Linked DNA regions of Rattus norvegicus: region 2 is linked to region 1. The links are chromatin contacts, called in public Hi-C maps. All regions are on one chromosome and are shown on one strand. Each heading gives the region's core, a stretch centred on a gene start, on an enhancer-like site or on the middle of the called end of the contact. The rest is flanking DNA. Distances are from core to core; before and after follow the strand shown. Region 1 overlaps F9 (coagulation factor IX). Region 2 holds the start of Atp11c (ATPase phospholipid transporting 11C).

The links. A called contact is a pair of places that touch in the nucleus more often than the background predicts.
Region 2: a Hi-C map of hepatocytes shows a contact between it and region 1, with 1.7 times the contacts expected there. The contact joins the promoter of Atp11c here to the enhancer-like site in region 1. A contact is called at or near these places in 3 of 12 Hi-C or Micro-C datasets (Schwann cells, hepatocytes and psoas muscle) and 1 of 1 datasets of contacts at active chromatin or transcription factors (oligodendrocytes).

The regions. Positions count from the first base shown.
Region 1 is chrX:143,405,021-143,411,912 of GRCr8, forward strand. It overlaps F9 (coagulation factor IX), which reads left to right. Exons shown (of 8, transcript NM_031540.1): 5 at 4,686-4,814. Among named protein-coding and RNA genes, the nearest start is that of F9, 20 kb to the left of the region's middle. Within about 2 kb of position 3,406, at least 2 of the 93 cell types and tissues checked have an H3K27ac peak or open chromatin away from gene starts, as enhancers often do. A contact at or near this core is called in hepatocytes, where this site is marked.
Region 2 is chrX:143,784,917-143,791,808 of GRCr8, forward strand. It overlaps Atp11c (ATPase phospholipid transporting 11C), which reads right to left and starts at 3,491. Exons shown (of 31, transcript XM_039100444.2): 1 at 3,382-3,491; 2 at 2,399-2,497. The coding sequence starts at 2,425.

The DNA of each region.
Region 1 (6,892 bases), core at 2,156-4,655:
ACAGATGATCAAAATGTAAATGCTTCACTCCTTCTTTAAATGAGGAAAAAGAATACCCTTGGCAGGGAAGGGAGAGGCAAAGATTAAAACAGAGACTGAAGGAACACCCATTCAGAGCCTGCCCCACATGTGGCCCATACATATACAGCCACCCAATTAGACAAGATGGATGAAGCAAAGAAGTGCAGACCGACAGGAGCCGGATGTAGATCGCTCCTGAGAGACACAGCCAGAATACAGCAAATACAGAGGCGAATGCCAGCAGCAAACCACTGAACTGAGAATAGGTCCCCTGTTGAAGGAATCAGAGAAAGAACTGGAAGAGCTTGAAGGGGCTCGAGACCCCAAAAGTACAACAATGTCAAGCAACCAGAGCTTCCAGGGACTAAGCCACTACCTAAATACTATACATGGACTGACCCTGGACTCTGACCCCATAGGTAGCAATGAATATCCTAGTAAAGAGCACCAGTGGAAGGGGAAGCCCTGGGTCCTGCTAAGTCTGAACCCCCAGTGAACTAGACTATGGGGGGAGGGCGGCAATGGGGGGAGGGTTGGGAGGGGAACACCCATAAGGAAGGGGAGGGGGGAGGGGTATGTTTGCCCGGAAACCGGGAATGGGAATAACACTTGAAATGTATATAAGAAATACTCAAGTTAATAAAAAAAAAAAGAGTTGAACTTGTGACTGAGTCACTGCAGATTTAGGTAAAGTAAGCAAATAGCCTATAGAGCTGGGCACAACAGGCCCCCGGAAATCAGAACTCCTCCAGGTGAACAAAGCATTTTATAGGTTAAATTTGTTGTAAAAATCAGAGGTTGTTTCTTCACTCGATGTATTGATTATATCCAAGGGTAACAGAAGAAAAAAGTAAGTGCAAATGTAAGATTTTTCTTTACCTTCCTAGAATATTTCTTTTTTGATACTTTGGTCATTTGAGCAGTAAACCCCGAAGTCCTTTATCTCCTTGTTTACTGCCTCTGGATGCAGTCTTGATGACATTGTGCTTGAGAGAAGCACTGGTACCAAGAAAAGATGTTGCACTCTGAAATCCTGGGAGCAGAGAGGCACAATGTGAGGGAAAGAATCTCACAGCACAGGCTACATGGCTGAGGATAGAGTAGAGAAGTAGTAGGACGCTATTAAGCATGGCCATCTTTCTGACACACGAACAAGGCATAAAATGAAAGGCAGCAGCTGCACTTGTCCTATTGAAAAAGGGGATGAAAGTCCCTGTAATATTTTTCCGTACCGAAGGGAAGTTCATTGATCATCTTTCTTTGAGATCTGAAAGATCTCAGGATAAAAAGGAAAGTTGAAAGGACAAAGGAATCTAAAGAGACAAAATGAAGTGGTGAGCTAACATACTCAGGCTGGACTTGCATTTGTTTCGGATTCCTGGTGTGGAGATAAACCGCTGCTTGAGTTCCACTCCTGGGGTGTGTTAATTGCTTCAACATCGCTAAGTGCCATTTGGGCTGCAAGATTATAATTTCAAATTGCAAATCAGTGAAATTCGGTCCTCATATTCCAGATACATACAGGAATGCTTCGAGTAGTTACTCTGAAGTAAAGGGAATGAATAACTCAGTCTTTGCACTGAGCGAAGGTCACAATGTAGTAGATGGTTATTGAAAACATAAATGTTCGGCTGGAGAGATGGCTCAGCAGTTATGAGCATCGGCTGCTCTTCCAGAGGACGTGGGTTCAACTCCTAGAACCTACATAGTGGGTCAAACCTCTCTGTAACTCCAGTTCCAAGGGATGGATCCAAAGCTCTCTTTTGGCATCCACAGGCACCAAACACATGGTGCACAAATTTAAAAGCAGATAAAACATACATGTGAAAATATAATAATAAAATACATTTTAATTTATAAAGTTTTAAAAACATTAGTCTCTATCTAGTTTAAGGTTTATTTAGTTTTATTTTACGTTTAAGGATGTTTTGTATGCATTGTTTATCTGGGTGCCATGTGCATGCAATACCCATAAAGGCCAGAAGAGGGCAGGAGATCCTCTGGAACTAGCATAAAAGGTGGCTGTGAGCCCCAGCTGGGATTTGGGAACTGAACTTGGTTTTTCTGAGAAAGCAGCAACTACTCTTAACCAGTGAGCCAGCTCTCCATCTCTCTATCTTGTTTTAAAAGATAGTTTAAAAGGAGGAAGAGAACAGCACCAAGGAATGTGAACATAAGCTCAGAGTTCTATAATAGGGTGCACTGTGGTTGGGGAGGTGATGATTCACAGAGAAAACGTGCTACATCTGCAACTGGCAGCATCTTAATAGTCCTTGGTCCCCACATTTCTGATTGGTCAGGGCTCTGTGGCTGTATTGCAGTTGCCACCACTCTTAGCCTATTGATCAGATCCAACAAATTTGAGAAAGGGTTTTTTAAAAACTCTTTTCAGCTCAGCTGATTCAGAGACAAGATGGGAATTCTGTCAGAATACTCTTTATCTCAGACATTAGAGGAGAGAGCAACACCAAAGCATCCACAAACTCCAGTTTAGGCTTCTTGCCTCCAGCTGAACTAAACACAAATGTGAAAAATCGCTAGGAATCACAGTGTAGAGGTGTGTGGGCCCATGCCTTACCTTGTCCTGGAAAAGGAAAAATGTCCACTGTGGCAGGCCCTATGCTTTCTTTTTCCCCTCTCCACCAGGCAGGCTCTCAGTTGTGGGAGTAAAGAGTGAACATTTGGACATGTTGTCTAGTTAGGAAAGAAAGAATTCACTGGCGACTGGGTCCCTTTGGCTAGAATAATTATCTTTGAATTCCCTCTGCTTTGGAAGAAATCCAAATGTCTATCAGGCAGCTCAAGGTCAAGGTCTGCAAGAATCTTTTCCTTCTGAAGAGTGCAGAAAAACAAAGTGGAAAGAAAAAAATTACAAACAAAAGACTATTCTCTGAGGGCCTTTTGTTGTTGTTGTTTGTTTTGGGTGTTCTAGCACCCCAGATCCAGCTCTCTCATTTACCATGTATTTTGGGGTTGGGAAAATGTTGAGGTTGGCTGAATAAGATGATTTCTGGCAAACCTGTTAAACAAAAGAAAAAAATTTTATGGCTCTGGTGGCTAACCCTCTGTTATCAGGAAGAGAAAGAAAACACATGCTTTAAAGGTTCCTCAATGGATATTCTAGGCCAGCCTTGGGACTAAGGGAAACCCGTCTCCAACCTAGTGTGTGGCATCTAAGAGCTGGATAATTGACTGAGTACAATTCTGTTTCTCAGGGCCTGCTCTATTGACCTCTCCCCTGGAAGTTCTTGTGCTATAATTCTATTTCTAGAATCCTGAAGCTTGTGACTGCAGGCAAAAGCCTGATGTTACAGCAGTCCATCCATCCTACCACACGCACCAAACAAGCCAAAGATCAAGATCAGCAGCAACATGCTGGGCCAGAAAGGGCAATAGCAAACAGGCAAAAGATCCAGAGGTCTCGTTGCCTAACCAAGGACACAGAAGCAGAACAGCAAAATCAAACCAACTTTACTCATTCCCTTTGTACTGGCTCTGGACACAACTAGCCTGCTCTCCCCACCCACCTCTCTTAACTTATCACCACCTCATACTTGATGGAACATTTTCTACAGGTAGTATTTGACTTGGCTGAACACTTTACTATTGCTTTGTAGCAACAATGTGATAGCCAAGAACAAAAAAATAAAAGTATAAAGCGCCAGAGATGTTATCACCGCTTACAAGGTGAAAGGGCCTCAAAACTAAGGAATTCCACAAGACCAGATGCCATCTTTTTATCATAAATTTAGTGGATTAATGGTAGCAAAAATGGAATCTCAGGTCTGTTCCTTTGTTCCCTTCCCCTGATAATAGTTTATTTTCCTCCCCTGATTTATGGGACTATGCAATTAAATAAACGAACATACAAAAAAAGCATATGAAAGCAATAAAATACCAATTATATTTATACCATAATAAACAGAAAATATATTTTGGAACAGTGTAGAAATTGAATGCTTAGTAATATGCGCAAGTACTCTACACATACTGTGCTTCTTTGGAATCACACAAACACATACACACACATGCACCTGAGTATTTTCAACAGCAGAATAGTTGGCTGCACTGTATAAATACAAAAGAAACACGGCAGGGAAAGGAACTGTTGCTTTACTAACGACATAGGTGAGTCTCCCAACTAAATTCCTGAAACAGAAGAAGATATGTGCTGTTTACATAAAGTTTTGAACTATCAATGGTGTTTCCTATGTTTGAAGCACAGGTAACGACTTTTGTAAAGAAGGAAGGTTAGAATGGTTGGGGGGGGACATAATGGGACTTTTGGCAGCTGGTAATGTCCTATTTGTTAACCTGTGAAGCATTTAAACAGGTGCACCTACTTTGTGAAACCTCACACAAAAGTCTCATTGACATCCCTGGATTTGTGTTTTACTTTAATAAATAGGTTTCTTATCGTGGTTCATGATTTAGTTAAAGTAAAATATCAAAATATTTTGTTGTACACATCAAAATATTGCTGACACCATCACCATGCCTTACTGAGAAACTTACTTTACCTCAGTTTTCTTCTCTTAGCTCTAGGCTCCCACGTTGCTTCAACTTGTGTTTCACCCATACGTGAACCATAGTTCCACGTATTTTTTGAACTATATGTCAAATGAGCCATTAGATTACTTTTCTTTTCTTTTCTTTTCTTTTAGATGCAACATGTAGCATTAAAAATGGCAGGTGTAAGCAGTTTTGTAAAAACAGCCCTGATAACAAGATAATTTGTTCCTGCACTGAGGGATACCAACTTGCAGAAGACCAGAAGTCCTGTGAACCAGCAGGTCAAAATCTAAATTAGTTCTTTAAAGAAAATCTGCATTTGAATCTTTAGTATTTAAACTATATTATTTTAGTCTTTTTCAAAATGATTTATTTATTTTCATTTTATGAGTCTCTTGCGTGCATGTATTTTTATGCCATGTGTGTGCAATGCTTGTGGAAGTAAAAAGACGATATCAGATCCCCTCAAACTGGAGATAGAGGTTTAGTGAGCTAATGTGTAGGTGCTCACTAACCCACCATAACTCCAGTTATAACCCACGTTCAGACCCTCTGCCCCCTTATTCCTTATTTCAATACTTGCTTGCATCAGCTCCCTTTTGAAATTGCACAAAAGATTAGCATCTTGAAAAAGCAAATTAATTTTCCAAATGTCACCATCATTTCACACTTTAATAATTATATACAGCCTGAATTCATTTCTGGGTCCATGATTTTTTTCTGCATTATATTTCTATATTATAAATAAATGGATTGCTGTGATCTTTATGTGCAATATTTGACATTCAGTAGATCAAGTCAATAATACATTGCCATACTATAAGAGACATAAAAATACTAGTAAAAATAAAAGATACGAAATGTTAAGCATAGGTCTGTTGGAGCCTAGCTACTTCAGTCTATGAAAATTACTTCCTGACTTGCGTCATAAACTGAGTCTCTGTACTTGCTGTCAGAGTGGATCCAGCCACTGCTTCTACTTTTTGAGACTGATCTATACAGTCTTTACATTAAAGGGGAAGGCAATGTTTCACAGCTGTGTGAGCGTGCCACTGTGTTGACACCTAATTACGGTATTTAGAGCATCTCCACACTCATTGCTTACCTCTGAAATCAGTTTTGATTCAGAGAGAGGGAGATAAGCTTTGTAAGAATAACAGAAGGGAAATGAAGCACTTAGTATGCAAGCATGAGGACCTGAGTTCAGATACACAGTATCTAAAAGTCCAGCACGGAAGGCGAAGGGGAAGACAGGACCAGCCAGAAATGGTGAGCTCCAGGTTCTATGAGAGATCCAGTTTCAAAAAAGGAATTTGGAGAACAGAGAAATAAATGAAGATGTTTGATGTTAACCCCCGGCTTTCACTCATGCAAACATGGACACTCACATCAGCACATATGTGTGCCCACACCCATATAGCATACTTCCAAATAAAATATACGCACACTTTTAAAGCAAGCGAAACATAGTTTCTCTTATATTTCCAAAGGCAGACCTTTTATTAGATTGGTACATTAAATTATGAACCATTCCCCCTGTAACTGTGGGTTTGATACCTATCTCAGCAATGTACCAGGCAGAGGAAATTAAAGAAAGGGCCAGAATACAAAAGCGCATCTGCTACAAACAAAATGAAGAGTGTCCGGTGCTTCGCCTTCTGCCTGCTTCTTCACATGCACTGACTTACCTGTTTCTTGCCTTAGAAGTGTGTGTGTGTGTGTGTGTGTGTGTGTGTGTGTGTGTGTGTGTGTGTGCATGCGTGTGTACGTGCGCGCACACGCATGCACACCTAACATTTAAAAAGCTAACTTCTCATGAAGGCAGCTGGCACAGAAGCTTAGTCCTTAAAAGTTCTTCTATGTTCTAAGAGAGACAAAATTGAAAAGCACCTCCAACTATTAAGGAGCTCTATTTGAATGTAGCCTTAGCTTTAGTAGAGGAACTGGGTCAAACCGAAATAAACTGTCCTGCCTTTTGAAAGATAACAGTCCCTTTTTATGCCATTGTTGATCCTGTATATTTATGCAGAAATATTTTGAACTAATTTCCTACTTTTTTGGCCACAAGCTGCCTTCATGATACTTAGCCACAGCTGGTTGCTATAGATATGTCTCGTACATGGAACATATCTAAGAGGAGAGTAAAATGTGAAAATGAAGTGTGAGATGACTTGGGCTACAAATTTCCATTTTGGTGGTCCCCCGTGTATCAGTAGATAATTTGTTGGGAAATAAATCAAATGGGGCAGGATGGTGGGGAAACGTGGCCGGATCCAAGTAAATATGGATTTGGTAAACATACTAGTAAGCTGTGTGGAAAACTTTTGACAAATATACAGTTGAATCACAAAGATTTCCC
Region 2 (6,892 bases), core at 2,241-4,740, 380 kb after region 1:
CCAACACTACTATAATTTATGTAACAATTCAAAGTCAATTTCAGATGTACATGACCACCAAAACATCATAATTGATTTCAAAAGAATTCCTATCCCTATCTCTAAAATATTAAAACAATTGTAAGGATAACACAGCATTTGGACTACATCTCTGGGCCGTGTAAGTGTGAAGGTTTCAGTTAAATCTTTAATTTACTGATCTAGTGATTTAAATGTGTGCAGTACCAAAGAATGTACTCCTCGTGGATGACAATAGCACAGAATTTACCAATCTAAGAGATTAAAAATTTTCCCACCCCAGCCCCCAAATTTCAAGTCATTTTTAGCAACAGTGTTTGATAGCATATTCAGTGCAATGATGATTTGCAGTTTAATTCCTTTCTCTAGGCCTAGAGCTCAGAGAGAACTCCTAAGAACCTTCCAGCTTATGACACTGGAACAAATTCCTAGGACTTATCACAGTCAGGGTTGTGCAGTAGAATGTGAACAGCTGGACATCTTAGTTGAAACAATGAGGTCAAAGCTCCCTTTACTGTGAGCAAAAGTGAGTCTCTGCAGAAATCTTGGGAGAGATGCAAAGTACCAGCAGGCTGGCACCTCAACAACTGCTGCAAATTCCACTGCATGCCCTAGCTTTGTGGGCCAGCACTGCTTCATTTTTACAGATACAATGCAGATCATGCTTTGTAAAAGAAAGCCAAGTGGGAAGTGCTTTTGGATCAAAACCAGATGTTTAATTCCAAATGACCAAAGTCTTAAAAATGGGGATGTCAGCATCTTTATTTTATGAATTTACTATGACCTGGACACCAGTTCGTTTCTAACATATGAGTGTCATGGGAAAAGACTACCCTATGCTAAGCATTACAATTAGCTTTCATGTCACCTTTCCCTTTTTATCGCCCCAAAAACAACACTTCAAAATCACAAGAATCTATGTGAAACAGAACTAGGAGGTACAATGCTCTTTTACAGTCTCAGGCTGTAAATGTGAGAACAAATTGTAGTCACTTGCTTCCAAAAAGCATCCAACACAATTCAATTCCCATGGCTCTTGAGATCCTTGATGTGCACAAGCTTTGCAGCTCAATGCCACAGGTAATAATCACCTCCACCTTCCTTTGCATGTTTCTGAGTGAAATAAACATTTAGCAAAACCGTAACAGTATTATTATGCTGATGCTGCAAAAGGGGATTAAGTGTGATTTAGCAGGGAACATTTTTGAAAGTTTCAAATACGGGGGGGGGGGGATGACAGCAAATTGATCTGAACTACGAAAAAATATGTCACCAAAGATTTAATTAGAAATGACCCCACAAAGTTATCAAATTGTCAAGTTCTTAAATCTATCCTAAGACGGAAGGGGGAAGCACTCCGCATTCTTTCCCCTTAACAGGAGTGGGGGGGGCACCGAAATTTTATGATGAAGGCTTTCTTTAACATCCCTGGCAGAAATAAAGTCCTATTCCCTGACACCTCTTCTGGAAATTTGGTAAGTTACTACAAACAGCATATAAGTAAACTGCTCTACTTTGCTCAATTCTTAATGTACCCTCTGAGTAAACAGGTTAATCCAAAAAGTCAATAGCAGACAGAAATAGAGTCCCCCCATCTCCGTGCCAAAAATTATCACAGAGATGAAATTCCCTTTTCTGGGGTCTTGGAGGGGATTGAAAACGTGGCCCCAGGAGCTCAGCTACCGGATGGATTCCAAGTCTGGAACCAACGGAGCTCTGAGAGGCTTCAGCTCCAAGCTCTGCAAGGCTGGTGCAGCCTCCCGCTGTCGCTTGCTGGCCTCAGCCCACCGTGCCCTCGCTTTTTCTCTTGCCCTCAAGGTGAGCTTAGAGGCTGAGTCCTCAAAGTTTGCCTGGCCTCTGGTCAGCGGCCGCCCCACCGGGCCGAACCCGGGACGAGGCTGAACCCTGGTTTAGCCTCCAGCTCTCTCAGACCCCTAGCTCTTCTTTTGGGCCACAGTGACAGGTCTAGGTTTACCTCCACGTGCTCGTGGCTGAGGAAACAAAAGAAAGCTTCCTCCCCGATAATCCAACGCCATCTTCTACTAATTGGGAAACTGAGCCCCCCCCGCCCCAGGGAGCCCCCCGCCCCGAGTTCCGCGCGCCTGCCACTCCGAGGCGATCCCCAGTCAGGAGGCAGAGTTCTTCAGAGCCCCGGGGAGCCTTGGCTGAAATGTCCTGGAGCAGGGGTGGGACAGCCAAGAACCCCACCTGCCTCCCCACCCAGGCCACCCGGAGTGCCGGGTTTCCGTTAAAAAGCAGAGGAGGGAGAAGAGGGGCTGGCGCGTCCCACTCGTCCCCTCGCACGGGTACTGGGAAGGAGCGGCGGGGGCCAGGGAACCGGCCACCGGGGTACGCGTGGAGCCGCAGCAAGTGTACTCACCAAACGATTGAGGGTCCGGCGGAACATCGCGTCCGAGGCTGCGGGGTGCCAGGCTGGGCTCCACTGGGCTGTCTGGGAAGGCGCCGTCCACAAAACACACTGCGGCGTGGGCCCGCGGCGCAAAGCGGACAGCTAGCTCGCCTGCCCCGCCGCCAGCCCGCCGCCTGCCCTCCTCGCCTCTGCGCGCCCCCGCCCCCGGCCGCCCAACCGCCCGCCCGCCCCCGCGCGCCGCCCCGCCCCGCCTTCCCCCGCGACCCGCCCCCAGCCCCGGCCTGCCCGGCTCGGGGGCGGCGGCCCCGTTGCTCCCCTTATCTGGCCTCAGCACCGCCCGGCACTCCCGCTGCAGCCCGCCTAGAAGCGAGCCGGGCGCGCGGGGGAGGGTTGGTGGAGCGGCCGCGGCTCTCCCTGCGGGGGGGGGGGCGCTCCAGACTCCCCGTTAGCGCCCGCCTCAGCACCCCGCGCCTCACACTCGTCCTGCCGCTAAGCCCCCCGCCCGACTCCCCACTCGCTAGCTCCAGCGGACGCCCCTCTCGGGCGTCCCCACGCCTCGCCTGACACTACTCCCAGGGGTCTGTGAGAAGCCACGCTCTCCCTCACCCCGGCCCTAACTCGTCCGTGGCACCGCTTCACTGGCAGTCCTTCCTCGGCCCCGCGCTTTCCGACCAGCACTTCTGGCTGAGAAGAGCCTTGGCGTGGCCTGCCTCAAGGCTGCTGGACGCGCCCGCTTCCTGCCCGGGAGTGGCCGCTCCCTGAGGGAAGACTCCGGACTAGCCAGGGACTGAGGAGACCCTGGCGCGGGCGGGCGCGGCAAGGCGCGGGCGGTGGGAGTAGTTACAAAAGCCGCCCCCTCCTAGGCTACAGACGGGAGACGCTCCCCTCTCGGGTCCCACCTAAGCCGTCTTCACCTCGTAGTTTGGGTTTGGGTTGGGGCTTTTTGGGTTTGCGTTTTCTTTCGTCTGTCTACCCCGCCTAAGCCCTCTTACTTCCACTTTCTCTAGGAGGTTGTAAAGTCGGGCTTTGTGTCGTTGGTGCTGCGAAGCGGGGCGGGATTTCCCTGCCACCCTCTCCTTGATCGCCCGCCCTTTTCCACGCTCCCAGTGCAACCTGGGAGTTGTAGTCCATCGGTTCTCTTGGGCTGTTACTGTGGGCTGGGAGCTCCCCCACATGCCCGACACGGGTCTGCTCACTGTGTTGCTGAGACTGTTTGGCTAAACCAGGGTTCCCACCCACCAGCTGCGTGTGGAAATCAGAAACACTGGGTAGATTCTTAGTTGTGGGAAATGTGATGAGGAGGATAAATTACGTAAAGCCCCGAGTGCTGAAAAACTTTCCCAGAACTCAACATTTACGCCACATGAAATCCTGCATGCCCTCAATTTGCTAACTTAACAATTATAATACACAAAAGTTTAAAACGTAAAAATGAAAGCTTGCTCAAGTAGTCCCTTGAGCCCGGACAGTTCTCTACGCTCTCACCCTTTTTTTCCACCATCCTCTGAGGAGGCCCGCCCTAGGCTGTGAGCTGAGAACTTTCCAATTCTTCTATAAACACATTAAAGAAGTAGGTAAAGGCAGTTCTGTACAGAGAGGCCTGTTCTCTCGCCAGCCTAGAAAGGTTGGGTTCAGCTAGTCTCTTGACCTAATGTGAACTCCTGAAGGGATTTTAATGTGAGGAGGCTAGGGCACTCCTCATTTTACCCTCGAAGGATAGTTTGATCTCAACAAACATTTACTGCATTTTTTTTTTCTAGAAGCTGGAAACAGCAATGTGTTTTAAAAGACCTCCCCAGTAGGCTGGCCGAAGTGAAGTTACAAGCTACAAACATGTAAAACCTACATGTTAGAATGTAATGATTTCTAATGCTAAAGGAAACAGGGGAGAGGGCAATGTCTTTGCAAAGGATCCTGGGAAACTCTCCGGAAAACCATGAAATTTTCATTGGGCCAAACTTATAAACAGAGCTGCTGGAGAATAATGCAAGCCTGGACATGTGGGAAGGCTTCGGAGGAGCCCAGGGAACAAAGTCCTGGGGAGAGAAGGAGAGGTCAGTTGGAAAGTACAGTGCAGCCTAAGAAAAGGAACACAGCCACTCTGTCAAGCAGGAACCAGGACACCTGTGGGCGGGGCATTACAAATGAAAGCTAACCCCTAAGCATTCATAGAAACAAGCTATGAAGTTTGACCCTGTTTCTGTGGTCAAGGAGGAGCCCAAGCACAATAAAGTGCAAATGCAAGAGACTTAAATTAGTTCCTGAATGGCTCTAACTGCCTAGAGGTAAAGTCCACCATTTCTTCTTTCCCTGCTATGACTTTCTGCCCACACTTAAGGTGTGTGGAAGGATTTGTAAGAACTCTTAACATTTGTATTAATTAGATAGTAGGATACTTAATCGACAACATGTATAATACTGTGCTCTCTACTCCAAGGAATTGCTTTTAAGTGAAGTTGTTTTTTCCTGACTTGTACTGAACACAGAAATTCATTTACTGGTTATTAGTTGACTTTTATGTGACAGACACTATTCTTAATACTAAAATGGGGAAGTGAAGGGAGTTATTACCACTCAGTAATGTGCCTGACAGAAATAAAGATATTCTCAGGAGACATTTGTGTCTCTCAGTCTGACTATACATCACAGTTTTGAAACAATGGATCCCAAAGGAATGGAAATTTACAGGGGAATCCCCTAGTTGGTGATGAAAAAACTCCCTGCCAGAAAGGGAAATTTGTCCAGAGAAGAGATTCTACACATTTCTAACGATTTGTCAGACCATCTTACAATATGAAACTAAAATCCAGATGATAATGTGGCTAGGTCAATGCTAGGTGGGACCACACTTTGCCTGAGAGTGTTTTGATGTGCATGTCCTTTGGGGAGAAGTATTGAATGAGCTGCCACTGGATTTCTTTGTCCTTTATCAATGTGACCACATTGCCTAAATCTTTTTCTGCTCTACACTTTTAACTTGGCTCTTGTAACTCTTATTGACGATGGGCGGCCACCTCTGCCTTGAGTCGCAGGTTGTAACCCCAAGATTGATAGCCATCCAGGGAGAAATCTAGAATCTTTATCAAAGAAATGTAAACTTTAACTGTTTCAGACAGTTCGGGGTGGGAGCTTCGCTGGTAAATCCTTTCTCCGTGAAGCGGATGGAAGTAAATGTACTCTGCTCATAGGTTTGTGCAGACTTTGAAAAATGGGCATTCGAAAAACTTTGTAAATTTGACTGCGCTTTGAAAGTGGTGAATTTAAGATCCCTTGGGACGTAGTAAAATCATTGTTCACATTTCATTTGTTATTAGATTCCACTATCTCTTTGTCTTTTTAATTTATGGCAGCACAACACCCATACTCCTGAGTCCTGAGTAATTTGCTTCCCTATAAAATTGCAATTCCAAACCAATCAAACTGTATTTACCAAAACATGAGATTTATGCAAAAAGCGATTTTTTCCATACCTCAAGCTCAACCTGAGATTAGAGTTGCTCTTGCAAATAGCCCGTAGAATCCTTCCTTTGTGAAGTTTTTTTAAGACAGGAAGAAATTATTTTTGGTCTTTCAGTGCCTCTTCACAGTTTCCAAAGAAAACCTAGGTGCTGAGGATGTCTATGAAAAGCAGACCATCAGCTAGCAGGTGTATTCAGCCAACTCCATAAACAGAGCTACAGAAACCACCTTCCTCCTGCTCAAACTGTCATGACCAGTAATGGTACATAATGCCAACTATTGCAGGGTGTCAGCAGACTGCAACAGAAGCCATGGCTTCCAGGCAATTCAGAAAGGAATCTAACCTCTCCTAAACTTGACTAGAGAGAAAGCTTGAAGCCTAGGAATTCGAAGGAGTGATCCAGTTGCCCCATTTCTATCTTGGAGCCCTTCTCTGTCTTAACCCCCAAGCCGTTTGCAGCTTCTTACCTCCTACTCTGAAAGATCACCAGAAGGAATGCCAAACAGACCCTATGGTTCAGCAGGCCAGTCCCTGAATGGCATCAAATAGGAATACAGTAAATCAGCCAGAAGTAAATGGCCAGGAAGGATTAATTATATCTTCTACTTAGTCCCAAAATTTTTTAAAGGAGAAAAGAGTAAAAGAGTTTCTTCTGAGTCTAAATTGCCCATTATCAACAAGTTGAAGAACTTCAGTTGCATATGCTGAGCGTTCAGGTCCATCTCCTAAGATAATTTTCACATATGCAAAATGTTCCCCTTGGCAAGGCTGTCCCTTGATGTTTAAGACCAACTTTGTCCATATTATCCTTCCTGTTGATCCTTCCCAAATCACTGTTCACATAATAACCCCCAAAATCTCTGGGAAATAGATCAAATCATTCCCCTAAAGGTGGAAGGGTGGTTCATGCTTGTAATCCTAGTTCTAGAAAAGATGAGGCAAGAAGATTGCCTTGAGTTCAAGACCAGTCTGGCCTACAGAGACTTTTTGTCAAAATACTATAAAACCACGGACGTTCTTAAGACTTTTCAGGGTCTTCACTT